Linked DNA regions of Mus musculus: region 2 is linked to region 1. The links are chromatin contacts, called in public Hi-C maps. All regions are on one chromosome and are shown on one strand. Each heading gives the region's core, a stretch centred on a gene start, on an enhancer-like site or on the middle of the called end of the contact. The rest is flanking DNA. Distances are from core to core; before and after follow the strand shown.

Region 1 (7,190 bases), core at 3,768-6,267:
GGCACACTTAGGAGGCAGAGGTGGGTGGGTGTCTATCATTTTGAGGCCAACCTAGTCTACAGAGTGAGTTCCAGGACAGTCAGCTCTATAAAAAGAAACCTTGTCTCAAAAAACTAAAAACCAAACCAAACCAAAATGAAACACCCAGAACCCTACAGAAACAACTGCTGACACATCTGAACACATGAGTTCTTCTACAAACATTTCACTATAACATCTTCCTTGTTTATGGTCAAACTAACAATGACACGGTCACCTGTGCAAGTCTCTGTATCCAAAATTAGAAAGCTAGTAATTATTCTTTTCTCCATTTCCCTTTGTGGAGCTGAGGGCCTCATATATGCTAAGCAAATGTTCTACCTACCAACAGGCTACAACCCCAGCCCGAGCAGCACCCTGAAGGCACACTATTCAAGTAAAGACTGCCTCCAGAGTCCAGAGAGCTTCAAGGAGAACTATGGTGGTGCAGATCTGTGATCGGTCCCAGCTATTCAAGTGGCCAGAGGCAAGAGGATCTTCAGTTCAGGCCCTGCTTGGGCTAGAGAGTAAGTTCATAGACAGCCTAGGTACTGTAGTAGGACCCTATAGTAGGACACAAGTAAAGTGGCACATGCCTGTAATTCCAAGCATCTGGGAGGCAGAGGTAGTTTAGGTAGTCAGGAGTTTAGGCCAGCCTTAGTCATTTCATATATAGAGGCTAGCCTCTCAAGAGATCCTGTCTCACCTCCACTTCCCCCAAACAGGCCCTGCCTCCCCACCCCACCCCACAAAAGGCTAAGAATGTAGGCTGTAGGACTGAACCCGAATCACATAGGGGTGGTGGTTCCTGGGGTGCTGTACACCCACAATCTCAGCCCTCAGAAAGCTGAAGCAGGAGGATTACTTCAAGTTCAAGGGCAGCCTAGGCAGCAAAGGAAGATCCTGTTTGAAACTAGCAAAAAGAGAATAACTATCTCATCTCAGTCCCTACCCATTCATTGAATGAGCATGGTCCAGAGGCCTTACCCACCCAAGGCAAGCTATCTTTGGCCTTTCTTCACTCAAGGCAAGAGCCAATGAACAACTGGAGTTGAACTGAGTACAGATGGAATACAGCCTCATTCTCATTCTCGGCTCCAGGCATTCAAGGATTGTATTATTCCATTCCCCCCCCCCCCCATCAAACCACTTTACAGTTTTCCTACTTCCTGTTCCAGAACCTGAGCCTCAAGCTATGGCATCCCAAAGGCTACCCAGGGTAGGCAACATCCAGACAGCACAGGAGTGACAGGGGCCCACTCATTCACCCCAAGAAATCTCAGGCTGCTAAAACAGGAAGAATGGAAGACCATTAAAAAGGAAAAAAAGGTCAATGGTAACCCAGGAGCAGGGACCAGAATCAGAACCAGCAGCCTTGAGCTCACCACACAAATATCTGCTGATCTCCCTCACTGTGCGTCAGCACCGTGGAGAGGGGGTCATCAGGCCAGAGACTGGTGAGAAGGGCCTGGGGCAGCCAGCATAAACTGACCAGGAAGGCTTACTTAGCCCCAAGCTGGGCCTGGAATGAGTCTAATGACAGCCAAGCCCAGGGTTGGAACCAGACAAGAGGGGAGAAAAGCAGACTTCAGGGCTCAGGGCCCACCAGGAATCTGGGCCAGAACTTCTAAAATGTCCTCAGGCTGGGAAAGACAAGGAAGTGGTCCAAGGCAGGAAGCCAGCTCTTCCCACCAGAGCCTGGTGAGAGTTGCCCCGGTTCTCATCCCTCAACATTTCCCAGATTGCAAAAGTGTGGCCTGTTGTCCCTCTGAGTTCACTACTGTTTGCCAGACCAGTGTCCCACGTGTGGCCTGAGCAATGTGGTGCTCACTCACACCCATCACTTACATCACTGCTTAAGGAGACACTTCCAGCTTGTCATCAGAGTCAAATAGAAAAGCAAGGCCTGGCAACTCCCTCCACCTCACATGCTTTTTCTCACGGGCATTTCCATTGCATTCTCTTCCTGGGAGCCTCGGGTCACTCTGAGCTCCTCAACCATTTTGAATACTAAACTTCTTGGTCTTCCAACAAGCCTGCTTAACTAGATTTTTGTTTCTAAAAGGCGAAGAGGGTCCTCTAGTATCCCTTTGTCAACGCAAGCCTAGTACAGGGCTGAGCACACAAGGGGCCATGTGTAAAGAATTTCTGATCAAAGATGAGAGGTTTAACTTCCCATCTAACTAAAGTCTACAAGGCCCCTACAGACCAACAACATCTTCTACAGACAATCTATGTCAGTAAATGTTAGGACCATCTATTGTTCCTTTCTCTAAACTATTCTCTTATTGTGCATACAGAGAGAGAGAGAGAGAGAGAGAGCGCACAAATGTACAAACACATTTTTGTCTTGTCTATTATTTCCAGAATGGATTTTGCTATCATCTAACTCTCGAAGGCCTGAACATGTAGCCCAGGCTGGCCTTGAACTCATGACAATCCTACTAAGGACTAGGATTATGGGTAGGCATCATCACCCTGGGTACTTCACGTATGTTGAATAAACTAAAAGCCAGCTTATACCTACCAAAACTAAAAGCCAGTCCCTGCCCAGCACATGCCAGCTCCCAGAAGAGAAGGAAAATGAGTCCATGTTCAAGCTTAGCTATATAGCAAGTCAGGGCTACATGACATTGTCTCCGTAAATAAGAAAGAAATAAAAGCAATGGCAACTAAAATCTACCTTAGTCCAAGAGTTCATTCACTCAAGAAATGTCACTTCCTGCCAGTCACCAAGAATAAGGTGAGTCCCTGAGATGCTAATGACACTGGGTACCTTCCCTCCCAGGACTGGGAGAGTAAAGCCCACACAAGAAACTTACCAGGATGGTGAGGCCAAGGCTAATGTGCAGCTCAAGGTTTACCTGGTCAAACTGAGCCAACAGTTTCCACTCTGGATATTAAGTAGCCTGGAGACACACTGGAAGAGATGAAGAAACAGGCTGAGATCCCAGGGCCTACTCCAGAGATCCTGTTGCTGAACTATGCTGCAAGGGGTTGCTACTCAGGCGGTTGTGGCATAAAGACATCCCTGCCAGCGAACCATTCCAGCAAAACAGATGTCCTCAGTGTATCCTGAAGAAGAGAAGGCCCAGCCTCTTCCCACGAAACAGTTGCACAAGCAATGAACCCATCTAACTGGCACAATCTGAGTCACACTGGGAATTTGAGCAGCACAGGATGTCAGAGTACAGTCTGTTTTTGTTTTCTTGTGCAGTACACCTAAGCCCTAACCTAGAGAGTCATGCATGTTGGTGCTCTTGCATGAGGGCCACAGAGAGACACTGTGGTACCATGTACTCACCGTATTTGTGTGGGACCATGGAGAGTACCAGAGGGACACAGAGCTGGGGAACAGTGAATCAAAGGGCCTGGGAAGAGTGATGCACCCTGGGGCGTTAGCACTGAGGAGCTGCTGGGAAGTGGGAGGCTACCAGTAAGCTACACTTCTAGGCCAAAAATGTGTGTGTGTGTGTACACAGTGCCTGCAGAGGCCAAAAGAAGGCATCTGTTGCCATGGGACTGGAGATACAGATGGGTTGTAGGCTACCATGTAAGTGCTGTGAATGAGACTCAGGTCCTCTGAAGGAGCAGTTGGTGCCGTTAACACTGAGGCATCTCTCCAGCCCCAGGAATGTGTATTTTTGTTTCTCTACCCTTAGTAGGCTGAACCATAATTTATTTTCCAAATGAAGTGCATAATACACAGGACAGGACCACTAAGAGTAAGCTACCAATTCCATTAACAGACATCAGGGAACAAGTGAGTGTGTGCCCTCCCACCACCACAGACAAATGTTGGAAAACAGAACAATCAACCTGGTGTCAGAGGTGGCCAAGAGAGCTCCCCTAAAGGAAAGTTCAGACCCCTAGAACATGTAAAAACAAGCTAGTGGAGGGGGTGGGGGGATGGAACACTCTATCCATAGAAACTAGTAGAGAGGGAACATCTACTTGAAGTCCACAGTGACTAAGACACACAAGAAATCACACAGGGGATAGCATTAGAGGCTACAGACAACAGGCCTTGAAAGGTTCAAGAAAACATATGGTTCAATTGTGGTGCAAATCAAACCCAGCCTCAAACACTGGAGGCAAGTGTGCCGCCATTGAGGTAACCCCCTGGTACCTACTTCTGTTTGTTTGTTTGTTTGTTTGTTTGTTTGTTTGATTGATTGATTGATTGATTGATTTGTTTATTTGTAGTCGAACACTACAGTTCAGGTTGGCTTGGAACTCACTAGGTAGCCTAGGCCAACCTAAAACTCCTGGCAATCCTCCTGCCACAACTAACCAAAGAGCTGGGAGTACAGGCATGAGCTACTAGGCCTGGCATTTGCATTCTTGGCTGCATCCTGGAGAATGAACGGGCAGGGAGGCAGGCAGATGAGGAGCAGGAGATTAAACAGCAGCAGGCTCTCACAGACAGACATCCAAGTGAAAACAGAGAACCAGTTGGGTCTTAAGGGCAAGAGTTCTTTGTGTTGGACTCAGGCTCAACCGCAACCCAGGCTGGATTATGCAGACCTCAGAATTCTGCAAGCAGAATTAGAAAAGAGACCACCCCAACATTCAGGCTAAGACACATCTGCTCAACATTCCTGCTTCAGTGGGCAGGTAATTTAAGAAATGTGTACTTTAGCTTTGCAGTAAAACATACCCCAAGGGCCTTTGGCTACACTGCTTGGTGAATGGCCGAGACTATCCGCCCCAGCGCCCCTTCTCCCCCAGCCCTTCCAGTCCTCTTGCAAGCCAGTTCAAGCCCAAGACCTCCTCAAAGGCTCTAGCTGGCCAGTCTCCATGAGACACCCTGGCATAGGCCACTATTTGAAGGAAGTCATTCTTTATGTGTACAATCTTCAGGTTCACCTGAGAACCTGCTGGAAGGGCAAATTCTCTGTACCTCCAGGCAAACCAGAAACCAGGTTGGCCCAGGACTGTGGGTTTTACTTGGGAGCTCTGGCAATGTTCCTGCACACTAAAGCCTGAGGCTTGCCACTCCACTTCCATGAAAACCAAAGGGGCAATAAAAGGGACCACGTGGCTCTTTCTACCAGTATCTAACCTTCCTGACTGATCACTACTTCCTGCAGGGCACCTGGACACCCTGCACTCATGAAAAAAGAGGATTACTAAAAAACAAACAAACAAACAAAAAGTAAAGAAAAATAAACACCTATTTCCAAGTTGGGGAAGCAGGCAGCAGAAGGGACAGACAGAAATGACACCAATCCTAAACCTTCTCCTCTTACATAGCATGCTCTTTGGCCAAGGGTACATACAGCCAGTCAGTGAGTCACTGATTACTAAGCTGCAAGGCTTTCCCACATCCTCTGCCTTCTCACTGTGTGACCACAAACCGGAGCATCTTGCTTCCTGAGGTCCCAACCCAGCCTACTGACCCTAACTCAGCTTTAGCCACTAGGACTCTTCCTCCTCGTTTCCTTGCCTGACTTCCTCTCTCACTCACACACACACACACACACACACACACACACACACACACACACACACTCCGCCACCGCCGCCCGCCACCCATGTCACCCCTGCACCTTCTTATCCCCATCACTCTGGACTCAAAATCGTGCCGGAGCTGGCAGAGAGCTAGCATGTACATGCTCACCCAGCTCTAAGGTGAGGAGGGTCCAGGAGAGGAACGAGGAGGTCCTTCAGAAATAGGTCTCCACTCCATTTTGGTCCTCCCCAGCACTGCCTCACCCAACCCAGGCCCATTCTTTCCTTCCTCTTTGTCTCAGGGTCCAGGCACTTAGAATGACAGACAGGCTTACATTTTAATCAGGTTAACTGCCTTGATTGTTTCTTAACAGGGGGGGTGTTTGGCACAGCCTTCTGTTATAACCCTTCCCTCCCCAGGCATTTCTATAAGGCCTAGGGACTTCATCATGGAAGCGCATTGGGTAAGGCTATCAGGGACAAGAGAAGCAGCACAGGAGCATCTTCTAGAAGCTCCCTGTGTTGAAAGGGGCAAGGGGAGATGGTGAAGGCCCCAGCATCTTCCTGATTTGCCCATCTCCGTCCTGGCCTGACCACTGCAGAGAAGTTGAGAAGTTCAAGCACAGATGGATTCCTACCTCGAAGCCAAGCAGGCTTCTGGTTCATCCCACACAGAGCCACAGATCGGCACATGCCGTATAGATCGAGGCCACATGAGCAAACCTGCTGACACACTGCCATCTCCAGGCAATATGTGCAAAACTGAGTTCCCCAGCACTCCCTCCCCAGCCTCTCACAAACTGCCTGCCTATTAAAAAAGGATCAACATTCTAGCCAGACTTAAAGGCTTACTCTTTCCAGCTAACACGAACCCTAGCTCCAATCTGGGAAACTTTCAGATACAGAGATGAAAGAAACAGACATGAAGATAGTTCTAGGTGCTGGAGAGACAGCCTAGGTGGTAAATGTTTGCCTTGAAAGCATAAAAACCTGAATTCTACACCCAGAACAAGAGTAAAAAACAGTCGGATATAGAGGTATGTGCTACAGAGGAGGAGACAGGTGGGTTCGAGGCTCACTGGCCACCAAGCCTAGACTACTTGAGAGACGCCTTTTCAAAAAGAAAAAGTGAAGTCTGGAGGAATGACCTAATGGTTAGGGGTGTATTTTGCTTTGCAGAGGAACAGAATTCTGACCCCAGGATCCACACTGACAGGATGAAACTGCTCATCACTCAAGCTCCGGGGTGTCTAGCACCTTCTTCTGGCTGCCACACTCACACTTACATACACACATGTACACATAATTAAAAGTAAATAAAATTGTTTCCAAAAAGAGTGGGCAACACCTGAATAACACCCCAGGCTGCCTTCTGGCCTCCATACACAGGTACGTGCAAATGCATACACCAGTGCACATATATACAACACACAATTACTTATAGAAGCATCCTTCATCAAAAAGCCTGTGGACAACCCAAAGGCCCCTGAGCCAGAAGGTCGGTAGAAAACCTTCAGGGGATTCTCAGGATGGAACTGGGTGGGACAGAGTGCACACAGGGAGTTTTTTTTTAACAACATGTGACACTATTTGTAAGAGACCCCACCCACCCCTTCTAGGAAGGTCTGGAGAGCTTGTCTGAATCTGGACCACTGCACAGGAAACTTCGGGGGCCAAGAACCCAGCTACGTTTCCTAGTAATGCCAAAGGAGCAGGAG
Region 2 (6,487 bases), core at 3,376-5,875, 69 kb after region 1:
AGATAGCAACTTCTAAGCATTATTCCCCCTAGCAGGAGACTAATGAAACCAGCGCTTTCCAATGTGTCTGTGAGCAATCTCATACTCAGTGAAATCCATGGAAAACGTCAAAAACAGCCAAGGACTTTTCTAAATATTTCTCAGAAATGTGAATGAGGTACATGGAGAAAAATTAATAATAAAATTAATAACTTTCAGCAGTTACTGAACCTCCTTTCTGGGTGTGGCGGTACACACCTTTAATACCAGGGCCTATGAAAGGGAGGTAGATTTCTAAGAGTTCAAGGTCAACCAGGGCTGTATAATGAGATCCTGTCTCAAAATAATTGATTTTTTTTTAAAGCTACTGGTTCTGCTCCATGACATCTGATTCTTTTTTCAAAACATATTTTGAATTAAAAATTCCTAAGAGAGTCTAAGAACAGGAACACGGGAACAAAGTGGGCTTGATTATACATATTTAAACTCTGGGGAAATACTGGAGGGGGGGCGGGGGGAGGATGGAGGGGGGGTGGGCTGGAGGACAAGTCACACGTTTACCCTAGGACAGTAAACCACATTCAGGCTCACACTTTTTCTTTCCACATTAGAAAGTCAATGCCACCTTAAGGCTACTTAACTAGCCACAGTATTGTCACATTATAGGCACTTTGAGGGATACTTAACAGATGTGTGTGTAAGGAATCTAAATCATGTAAGAGTTCTTTGTGCTTCTGAGACTCATGAACCATACAACGATAGGTGTATTGGTATAGATGTACAGACATCAAAAAGATCATAAGGGCATCAGGTTTTTGGCAGTTGTTGGGAAGGAAAACATGAAAGAAATATCTCGCAGAGCCTTTCTGCTTCCTTAGTTCTCTATAACGCTACTCAAAACAAAACCTTACATGGCATGTGGGTCTGAGGCAAACCAGAAAAATAAGGGGGCAGAGGACAGCTAAAGCACAGACCATGGGGGAAGGCAGCAGTGAAGGTCTGGCTGTATGCGGCCAGGGGCCTCTCAGAGCTCCCAGAACTGAGCTGATGGTGCTTCAGGACCCCAGAGCTTCACCTCTCATACAGACTCATGGTGCAGAGAAGCACTGCAGTAAGTTGGTGTTCTCAAGGAGTCTCACTTATGGCTCTGTAGCTAGTTAACCACTGTGCATCTATCTACTGGGAAGGATGAGGACAGGGCTGTTCTTTTTCACTTGGAATCCAGAGCCTACACTGTCCTAAGGCTGTCCAACGCTGTGACATGTAGCATCCTTTCTATGGTAAAGTATGTGATGACAGTCTACAGAAAGGAAAACTGGAGCCCAGAAGAAAAGGCTCACCCAGCAAGTCAGAGCTGCAACATACTTCTAGCTTAGGCTGCTATCCCAAAGGTGGTCACTTGAAGCAGGCATCTCCCCAAAACAGCAGCCCCCCCCCAAACAGCAAGACTCTAACCTTCATGGCCCTGAAGTCCTTCTTCATCTTCTCAGGGATCCCCGTCATGAAGGAGAGCTCGGGCAGCAGCAGGATCTCGCCCTTCAGCAACTTAGTCAAGAAAACAGAGAGAAAGTGAGTGATCCCAGGGCCCAGTCAAGATGGGTGAGGTCTGTAGTAATAAACCTGCCACTGAGAAACTTTTATGAAACCCCAAGAGAGAGGACAATAGGACAGGAAACACTGTGTGTATTCTGCCCTCCATGTTCTCTGTCACAAGGAGGGAGGCTCTCACAAGAAGAGAGAAAGACCTGCAACTAATGAGACAGAGGGGTGGGGGGCATCTCGAGGATATACCTGAGACCTGGGATAAGGGAGGCACCCAAGGATCAATGGGGTGACCTTAGCTGTGACTCACAGAATTGGGGATAGGAAACCTGAAGAGACCACCTCAAGTAGCCAGGCAGGAACCCTAGTGGAGCCATACCAACCTACCCACAAAACTTCCACCCAAAATGTATCCTGTTTACGAGAAATGCAGGGACAGGGGATGGAGCAGAGACTGAGGGAAAGGCCAAGAAGAGGTGCTGGCTAGAGACATGGCTCAGCAGTTAGAAACATGGTCGCTCTTTAAGAGAAATGGGGTTTGGCTCACAGAGCCCACATAATGGCTCAAAACCCAGTTTCAGGAGCTCAGACACTTTTTTCTGACCTTCGTGGGCACCAGGAACGCATATTGTAGATAGATATACATGCAAGCAAAGCATTCATATACATAAAATAAGAAATCTAAAGTTTTTTACTAAAAAAAGAGAGACCAAGTGTGGTATCAAGGCAATTCTCTGGGCCCTTCTCCTGCTAAATGTCTACACCTCTCTTTTGAATCTATAGATTTTTGTTTTTTAAGATTTATTTTTATTATTTTAATTGTGTGTGTGTTAGGGGGCAGGGAGGATGGTATATGCACATGAATGCAGTGCCCAGAGGCCAAAAGTGTCAGTCTCTAGAGCCCGGGTTATATGCAGTTGCAAGTCTCCTAATGTGGATGCTGGAAATCAAGCTCAGATCCTCAGGAAGAGCAGTCAGTGCTCTTAGCCACTGCGCAATCTTCCCAGCCCCCACAAACTTTTTTTTTTTTTTTTTTTTTTTTGAGGTGATGTCTCACTACTTAGCGCTGACTGGCCTGGAACTTGCTACATAGATTAGGCTAAGCTCGACCTCTGAGATCAACACGCCTCTGCCTCCTAAAGTACTAGGATTGTAGGCGTGTGCTTTCACATTCATGTCAGAGTTTTACTTTTTTTGTATATGTAAGAGTGTTTTACCTGCATGTATATATGTATCTGTTGTCCACAGAGGGCCAGAAAAGGCCCAAGCTCCCTTGGAACTGGAGGGACAGTTGTGAGCTGCCATGTGGGTGATGAGAATGGAACCCAGGTCCTTTGGAAGAGTAGCCAGTGTTCTTAACCACTCTACCATCTCCCCAGGCTCCAGAGTTTTTAATCTTTAGATACAAGGAACTCTCTTTATGTCTTTAACCCAAATTGTTCGTGGAGGTATTTATCTCCTCCTGGCAACTCTGAGTACAGGGAAAATACAACCATGCCCAATGTGTTCCAACACAGCACACTGTATAAGCGGATGAGCGCACACATAGCCAGGGCAGCAGTACGGAGGAGGACCGCTGGGAGGGTAGCCACTCACCATGCCATGGTTATTCTGTCTCTCACTGGGCCGGTGGATCAGCAGCGGCTGGTCATCTTCCTTGACTGTGATCCCATAGTTTTTGCTAAAGCAGGACAGAGCAAGAGAGTGTCACCACTCCTACAACAACCCCTCCAGCCCTCTTCAGTGCTACTGCAGCTTACAATTTGCACAGTCCCCTCACTGAGAATCCATCAGACACTAATCACAGTATATGTAAGTGGGAAATGCAGGCTACAGCTTTCTTGCTGATGGACAGAGAACAAAGGCTATATGTACAGCCCAGGAGAGAAGCTTGTGGAAAGTGCATCAAGCTAAAGGATTTAGAAATAAAAGTCTAATGATTAAAGATGAGAACTTCAATTCTCTCCCCAGACAAAACCAACAAGAAAAATACAACGGATACCCCCAAAATCACTTATGTAATAATTGCCAAAAGTACCAACACATACAGGCCAGACTCACAAATAAGCTCATGTGGTCTCAGATGTTTTTATTACCAGTTTACAGAGCTGTACAGTGTCAGGTACCTCATCCTTAACTGTACTCACTACCCAGAGCCTGGAGAGCACGTCCCACCCCTACCCTCAGACCAAGTGCAGTCTCTCATCTGTACCTGTAGTATTCCAGGAATGTGATTTCCTTCCCGTCCGACATGACAAAGCTGTCTTTAGGGGTCTTGTTCCAGTCCACATCATCGATTCGGTAGGTACGATTGTTGTAGCGCGTGATGACAATGCTGCCAACCAGAAGCTTGCTGCACTCGTCCTGGAAGTGCTCCTTGTTCTGCTGGTAGATAGCATGCCTTTGGGAAGAGGTAAGAGACTCTGGTTGGCATCCATACCCTCAGGCTCCTAAGAGAGGGACGGGGCTCCAGAAACTGAAGTAAGGACCCAAGGGTTGGATCTCATCTTTTACCCCTCATTAGCTATACTCATCTCATGAACCAATGATCGTTTTTTAGGATTTATTTTTATTACTTTAATTATGTTCAATGCGGTGTGTATGCCTGTATGCACACGTGAGTGCAAGTGCCCAAGGAGGCCAGAGGCATCGGGTCCCCCGGAGCTGGAGCTACAGGAGCTTGTGAGCTATCTGATGTGGGTGCTGGAACGCACGGCACTCGCACTCAGTTCATTTAAAAGAACAGGAAGTGTTCTTAACTGCTGTATCATCTCTCCAGTCAACCCCAACTCACTTCCTCTTTTTGAAACATGGTCTCAGTGACGTAGCCTTGACTGGTTTGGAGCTTACTATGAGACCAGGATGGACTTGAACTCACAGAGATCTGTCTACCTCTATCTACCTCAGGAGTCCTGTGATCAAAGGCCTGTGCCACCACACTCAACTCAACTGTTGTTTGTTTTTAACTGAGGTCTCCCAAAGGAAAGTCACTTGCATTGTTTTAAAAAAAAGATCCAGGCTAGCAAGAAAGCTCAGTGGTGTAGGGCACAGATTGGCCTTACAGTGGTGTAGGGCACAGATTGGCCTTACAGAGGACCTAGGTTAAAGTCCCAGCCCCATCTAGGGGTAGGGGTTCAAAACCATCTGTCACTCAAATTCCAGGGGACCTGACACCATCATCTGGCCTCAAGGCATTCAACATGGTGCACAGATATATACACAGGCAAAACACCCATACACATAAAATAAAATTTTAGAGATTTTAATTAAATTTTCATGACCTCCAAATACAACAGGGAAAAGTTTTGTAACATGTCCATAACTTCTCTTTTAAATCACAAATCAAACCACACGTGGGAGGCCTAAAGCAACATTACTGAATAGTTCCGAGAAAGGCCATCTGTATCTTATGATTCTGTAAGGCTGCTCTGGCTCACACAGAAGCCCTTCTTTGAGGATGTGCATATGGGGCAAAGGGATTTGTGGGTACCTCTGGTGAACTTTGAATTATTGTTGTAATAAGTTTCTTACATCAAACTAAAGTAGGGTGAGTGACTCTGTGAGTTTGAGGCCAGCATTGTCTACACAGTAAATTCCTGACCAGCCTGAACTACATAACAAGACCCTGTCTCAGCAAGAAAGAAAAAAGAGAGAGAGAGAGAAAAGGAAAGAAGGAAGAAAGGGAGGGAGGAAATGTGCTGGCTAGTCTCACGTCAACTCGAGACACAACTAGAGTTATCTACAAGGCAATTTCTTAATTAATGATTTATAGGAAAGAGCCCAACCCACTATGAGTGGGGCCATTCTTGGGTTAGTGGTCCTGGGTTCTATGAGAAAGCAGGCTGAGCAAGCCATGGGTAGCAAGACAGTAAACAGCACCCTCCACGGCCTCTGCATCAGCTCTGCCTCCAGACTCCTGCCCTGTGTGAGTTTCTGTCCAGTCTTTCTTTGATGGTAAATAGAGATGCTGACTGAAGAATAAACTGAATAAACCCTTTCCTCCTTAAGTTGCTTTTATGTTTCATCACAGAAATAGAAACCCTAACTAAGACAGGGAAGACAATTCATATGAAAGTATCTCAAATTATGTACTTGACAAGATATCTGTATCTAAAATACAAAAATTTTACAATTAAATAATATATTTTAGAGGCTGGAGAGATTGCTCAGCAGTTAAGTACACTGGCTGCTCTTGCAGAGGATTCAGGTTCAATCCCCACCATCCACATGGAAGATCACAGTTGTCTGTAAGTCCAGTTCTAGGATCTGACACCCTCATACAGACAGACAGACATGCAGGAAAAGCAACAATGCATGTGAAATAAAATAAATACTTTTAAAAATGCATTTTAAAAGTGGATCAAAGATCTAAATATTTCACAAAGATATTCAAATGGCTAAAAGGTGCAGAGAAAACTGCTCAGTATCATGAGTCATGAGAGAAATGCAATCGAAGCCACAGTTACTCATTTTACATGCAAAGGTGGTTATAATAGAAACAGATGCCAGCAAGTGAGGCTGCAGGTGAACTGGAGCCTTCACACACCTCTGTTGGGAACACGAGAAGTGCCAAGCTGTCCTTGGGTTAAGTAAAGGATAAAAATAGAGCTCACAGAAATGGCAATACACACACCAAAATCTATCTGGACATGAAGTGCACAGGCAAACAGTGAACACTACAAAGTATCCCTCAAACAGCTGAGTAATAAATATGGCAAGGTCAGCAAAGTGGCTTAGAAGAGAAGGGCTCTTGCTACCCAGCCTATCAACATGAGCTTGATCCCTGGGACTCACGAAAAGGTGGGAGAGAGAGCAAACTTCACAAAGTTGTCCTCTGACCCAAGCAGCAAACACATCCACACACACACACACACACACACACACACACACACACACACACAAATAAAACATTTTAATATCACTTTTAAAAAGAAAGAGAGAGTTCAGTGGTTAAGATCACTTGCTG

The links. Hi-C and Micro-C count contacts between places; a contact is called where the count stands out from the background.
Region 2: a Hi-C map of bone marrow-derived macrophages shows a contact between it and region 1, with 44 read pairs. The contact joins two enhancer-like sites. A contact is called at or near these places in 5 of 39 promoter capture datasets (the C10 cell line, cranial neural crest, liver and 1 more), 2 of 15 datasets of contacts at CTCF or cohesin (CD8 T cells and pro-B cells), 35 of 484 Hi-C or Micro-C datasets (3T3-L1-derived adipocytes, the 63-12 cell line, B cells and 26 more), 11 of 115 datasets of contacts at active chromatin or transcription factors (bone marrow-derived dendritic cells, bone marrow-derived macrophages, double positive thymocytes and 8 more) and 5 of 9 other capture datasets (adipose tissue, embryonic stem cells, liver and 2 more).

The regions. Positions count from the first base shown.
Region 1 is chr14:70,328,429-70,335,618 of GRCm38.p6, forward strand. Slc39a14 (solute carrier family 39 (zinc transporter), member 14) reads right to left here. Exons shown (of 10, transcript NM_144808.4): 2 at 2,841-2,938. Among named protein-coding and RNA genes, the nearest start is that of Slc39a14, 19 kb to the right of the region's middle. Within about 2 kb of position 5,018, at least 184 of the 459 cell types and tissues checked have an H3K27ac peak or open chromatin away from gene starts, as enhancers often do. A contact at or near this core is called in the 63-12 cell line, the BV-2 cell line, CD8 T cells and 9 more, where this site is marked.
Region 2 is chr14:70,398,301-70,404,787 of GRCm38.p6, forward strand. It overlaps Piwil2 (piwi-like RNA-mediated gene silencing 2), which reads right to left. Exons shown (of 23, transcript NM_021308.2): 11 at 3,734-3,922; 12 at 3,118-3,202; 13 at 1,435-1,524. Among named protein-coding and RNA genes, the nearest start is that of Gm24890, 27 kb to the right of the region's middle. Within about 2 kb of position 4,626, at least 100 of the 459 cell types and tissues checked have an H3K27ac peak or open chromatin away from gene starts, as enhancers often do. A contact at or near this core is called in the 63-12 cell line, the BV-2 cell line, CD8 T cells and 9 more, where this site is marked.